2 separate regions of the Gossypium hirsutum genome follow, and region 1 is linked to region 2. The links are chromatin contacts, called in public Hi-C maps. All regions are on one chromosome and are shown on one strand. The core of a region is the stretch at or near the end of the contact, and the rest is flanking DNA. Distances in the headings are between cores, read along the strand shown.

What was found. A called contact is a pair of places that touch in the nucleus more often than the background predicts.
Region 1: a contact with region 2 is called in a Hi-C map of leaf, with 3 times the contacts expected there. The contact joins two enhancer-like sites. A contact is called at or near these places in 5 of 34 Hi-C or Micro-C datasets (all in leaf).

What each region holds. Positions count from the first base shown.
Region 1 is chrA06:123,924,355-123,927,054 of Gossypium_hirsutum_v2.1, reverse strand. No RefSeq gene overlaps it. Among protein-coding and RNA genes, the nearest start is that of LOC107928035, 13 kb to the left of the region's middle. Within about 2 kb of position 1,349, at least 8 of the 9 cell types and tissues checked have an H3K27ac peak or open chromatin away from gene starts, as enhancers often do. A contact at or near this core is called in leaf, where this site is marked.
Region 2 is chrA06:123,881,383-123,884,082 of Gossypium_hirsutum_v2.1, reverse strand. No RefSeq gene overlaps it. Among protein-coding and RNA genes, the nearest start is that of LOC107928035, 56 kb to the left of the region's middle. Within about 2 kb of position 1,397, at least 3 of the 9 cell types and tissues checked have an H3K27ac peak or open chromatin away from gene starts, as enhancers often do. A contact at or near this core is called in leaf, where this site is marked.

The DNA of each region.
Region 1 (2,700 bases), core at 100-2,599, 43 kb before region 2:
AGAGAGATCAATCAACATGTGTTGATTGATCATTGGCAATTACAAGTTGATATCCATTACTAATAGCCCCATAATACTGACTTTGCTAGATTATGAGTCTAATTTTTATCTCTTCATCAACTAATGATTGCATGCCAATGAAAGGAAAACTAGACTCATAATTTAGTAAAATCAACATTATTAATTTAGCTCTCAATTAAGGATTAGTATTTGTTAAATGATCATTGTCAAGAACAAGTTGTTATCTATTACTAATGGCTGCTGGATTATGAGTTTAAAATATTTTTTCCTCTTCATCTGATTGATCTTTGCATGTAAATGAAGAGAAAGTCGAGCTCATGATTGAGTAAAGTTAAAATTAAATTGGCTTTGAATTAAGGGTAAGCATTTGTCAAACCAACTACGATATATGTAGATAATTTAGCATTGATTTTGGTATAATTAAATTCCAAACTTATCAATATACCATGGAAATGTTGAAATGTTTTTTTCTTAAAATTTTCATTGTATTTAATAAATATTTTAAATATCATAACTTAAAACTCATATTTAGATATATAACTGTAGTAGCCCAAATCTGCCCGGGCTCGTGAGAATTTAAAGTCCAGTTACAATAAACAGCCCAAATGCCTAAACCTACCCAATAGACCCATTTACACCCTCGACCCAGAAGCACACAAAACCCAATACATAAATTAAGTCGGCCCAAACAAATCAGACCCAATAAACTATGTGGCCCGATGGTCCAAATCTGCTTTCAAATTTGGGAACCCTAGGGTTTTCTGCACCTTTTAGCGCCGCAAAAGAAAGGTTCCAGAATTCACACAGCAACCATCCCAAACGACGCGCCTTTTCAAATCGCGCCATTCCAGTAGCCCCCATCAGCGCCATGACTCTAGTTCTGAATCGCGCCGAGATTGGCGCACGTATCAAAGTCAGAGTACTCGCCATCATTCTCACGAACACCTGCAAAAGGAGAAAGAAAAGCAGCAGAAACGAAACAAACATAGCAAGAAATGAAATAGAAATCTGTAAAAAATACTGTATAAGGCTATAAAAGCCGAAGGAAAGCATTGTAAAGGGGGGTTTTTTTTTTACCCAAAAAACAGTGTAAAACAGACACGGGTATTACACATATACCAGGAATAAAATTAGATCTAAGGTGATTTTCAGAGATTACTTTTCGTTCTCTTTTCTATTTTTTTTATTTCGAAGATTTGAATCGTTTTTGAGGCAAAAGGCGCTTTTAAAATAGAAAGGAAAGGGAATATCACCGTCGGATTAGGCTTTGGGAAGCTTTAAGGAGCGTAAAACTCGCTTTTGGGAACTCTGACCATCGTGAACGGTGGCGGAGACGACAGAGGACGGCGAAGCCCGATGATCAGAGTTCGATCGGAGCTCAGAGGGCAGGCAGGCTTTTAAGAGCATTTTTCTTGATTTTTTTTTAGGAGGTGAAAATGAAAGTTTTTGAAAGAAAATTGGTTTTTAAAGCACCCCTATACGATGCCGTTTCGTAGTGTGCAGAAGGGCCCAAAAACGACGTCGTTTTGGGGCCAACCCGATTACCCGACCCGGTCCATTTAGAGATCCGCGTGTTTTCTTCGGCTAAAGGGATATTTATCCTTTTAGTCCTTTTCCGTTTCCAGTTTTTTTTATTTTTTAAAATTAAATTTATTTCATTTTTTAAATTAGCCTTATAGTTTCATTTAAATTTAATTTTACTCCTTTTCTTTATTATTTTAAATTTTGTTATTTTTTACATATAATTTATTCATTTTAAAATCTATGTATATATTTTTATTAAAAAATACTATTGATATGTTTATATAAAATGTTTATTTATCATATATTATTTTCCTATATATATTTATATTTTATTTTATTTATTACATTTTTTATATATATTACTTATTATATTATTTTTTTATTATATATTATATATTATGTATATCGTATATTATCTATTATATTATTTATGTTTTATATTATTCATTTTATTATTTATACTAATTCTTTTATATATTTTTTATATTGTATATATCATTTATGTATTGAATGTTAATTTTTTTTAATTTGATGTTATATTTTATGAATATGTACATTGATATATTGTATTATATGCATCATTTCATTTATTAATCCATTCATGTGTACATTAAATTATTGGATTGTATATTTTATACGTAGATTTTATTTATCCATTTTCTTGCATGTCATCTATTTTTACTCATACATATTTTACACATTAATATTTACCATGTTTTTTATATTTATTATCTAATGTTTTATTTATGATATATTGTATAATTAGTGCATTTATTATGTTTTCTTTTTGGGTATATTCCTATTTGCTTAGCATGATTATTTTTATTATTCTATTTTGCCCTCTATATATAGTGATTGCATTTGTATAAAGTGTTATAATATTTTGTAGTATACGTTATTTGAATATCTATGTTTTGTAATACAGAATTGTCACTCTAAAAGGTCATTTAAAACAATATTTAAAAGTTTCATAAAAATAAAAGCAATGCTTGATGTTTGGAAACTTTGAGAAAGGTAGTGCCCTAACTTACTGGGTTGCCACTTTTCTCATTGAGTTCAAATAGTTAAGCACCTTTCTAAATTTTTTAAAAAAAGGATTTCAAAATATGAGCAGCTGTCTTGAAATTTCAAAGCGTTGTGTCCAAACTTACTGGT
Region 2 (2,700 bases), core at 148-2,647:
AATTACCAAGTAATTTTCTCTTGGGGAAAAATTGTCTATTTGCATACGTAATTAATACGTAATTGTTTATTATTGATGATTTTCCTTTCTCCAAGAATTTGAATAGGCTTTGAAGCCTATAAATACATTTACCTCTTATCTCTCTCATCATCCCCTTTGAAAAATATAGAAATATGGAATGGTCGCCATTCGCCAATAATATTAGCTGTAATGTGAATTTTGCTAGATTATGAGTTTAGTTTTCATTATTGCTTGGTCAATTGATCATTGCATGCAAATAAAAGGAAAGCCAGACTCATAATTTAGCAAAATTGATATTAATTTAGCTCTCAATTATGGATGAGCATTTTTTTAGTGAACCAACTAGATAACTCGAAATTGATTATAAACGATTAATTAATTAGTATCGGTTCATCTAGTTTTGGCTAATACAAGTTGTTGTCTACTGCTAAAAGCACTTTAATGTTGACTTTGTTACATTATGAGTCTAATTTTTATCTCTTCATCTTATTTGGTCAAATTGACAGTTGCTTGTAAATAAAAGGAAAACTAAACTCATAATTCAGCAAAGTCAACATTAACTTGGCTCTCAATTAGGGATCAATATGTGTTGATTGATCATTGGCAAGTACAAGTTGTTGTCCATTGCTAATAGCCCTATAATGTCAGACTTTGTTGGATTATGAATCTAGTTTTTATCTCTTCATCAGCTAATGATTGCATACAAATGTAAAGAACATTAAACTCATAATTCAACAAAGTTGACATTAACTTGGCTCTTAATTAAGGATTTATCATTAAAGAATACAAGTTGTTGTCTATTGCTAATAACCCTATACGTCAACTTTACTGGATTACGAGCTTAGATTTTTTTTCTCTATCATCATTGCTTGGTTGATTGATGATTGCCTGTAAATGAAGAGAAAGCTAGATTCATGATCTAGTAATTTAGTCAATATTAAACTGGGTTTCAATTAAGGGTAAGCATTTGTTAAGGTTGATATATGTAAATTATTTAGGATGGATTTTGGTATAATTAAATTCCAAATTTATCAATGTGACATGGAAATGTTTAATGTTTTTTTTTCCTAAAATTTTCATAATTGTATTTAATAAATCTTTTAAGGATTATACTTTAAAACTTACGATTAGATATATATGTAATTTATGAATCAACCGATCTAACTCAATTTTTAAACTAATACTTCATCTAATTCTCGGTTTGACCAATTAATTCTATCTAAATCAAACATCACCGATTGTAGTTAATACCATTACTAAATTCGCAGGCACATGGTCTTAGCTGCATATGTGGAAGCCAATTGCCATACGACCCAAACCTATTCTCCAATGTAAAGGATCCATTCTTTCGGATAACAATCCTTCATCTCAACCATGATTTTACGATTATTATATTAGCCCAAATAAAATAAGCCTAAGGCTCTAATAAGCGGGCTTGGACCCTAAAGAATTGTGGGGGCCTCAAAGTCCTTAACTTCTTCAATAGCAGGCTCACCAATTATATGATTTCTTTTGACAACTAGTGTTAGAAATTTGAAATATTTAAAATAAATAAAAAAAATCAAATCTTCCATTCTTAAAAAAAAGACCTTGAGATATTTGTTTGTAAATTATTAGACTTAATTGTTCTAGTAAAAACCAAATTGAGAGGATGAACTCACGCGAATTAGAGCTAAGCCTAAATGGCCAATGTAATGTAAATTGGTGGATTTCCCTGCGCATGATATATTGCGGCGTCAGCCTTTTTGTTTTTGAAATTATTTTTTATTGAATTTTTTAGAGTTCAAGAAAAGTAAATTACTTAATTACTAACACATATTTTGTCAAACTAAAAATAGCTTTATCGATTGATTCTATATTTAGCCATGTCTAGATTTATCAAAACATTTCAATATATTTTTAGCAAAGTCAATTCGCTTACTTTTGGTATTTGTAGCCAATAAATGTCCTATAAATATCATGACTCATTCTAAATGCACTTCAAGAACTATTTTCTTCTCCTCTCACTCATCCTTTCCATCCTTAAGAGATTGTTGAGTATTTTTTTTGTTGTGATCTATTATTGACTTTTGTTCTTGTTTTATAATAGAAGAGCTTTTGAAATCTTGGGGGATATGCTACAACCAAATATCTTTAAGGACAATGTTCAACACCTCTTAATCTGTTCAACTCGTATTCTTGGTTTGTTAACTTGATGCAATATTTGTCAACAATCTTAAGGATATTTTTGTACTGGGATGTTGTCCACACCCTATGTCATGCTCCCATAAACATATCATGTGCCTGCTTTTATTGTCGTCTTACTGCCCGTATCCTAATGCTATAAATATTTATGATGTTCGAGATTCTTATGCATCACTAATATGCATTAAAAAAAGGGTGAGATCTAAGTATTTTCGAAATGGTAATTGATTTGATTTTGAAAAAAAAATGATCGCATGTAAAGTATGCTATTTCTATGATGAATTGTTTGAATGAAGCATGAATCCATGATTTTATGTATTATTATTGGAAGATTAGTGGGCCTTGAGTTGGAGTTTAATAAAATGCAATTCTTAATAAAATAATGTGAATTTACCCTAGACTTGGTTAATATTATATTTATCTTTAATATGGATTAGGCCAAACCCAAGTTCAGAGACTAAAGTTGTAACACCCCTCGCTTGAACCGATCGTCAA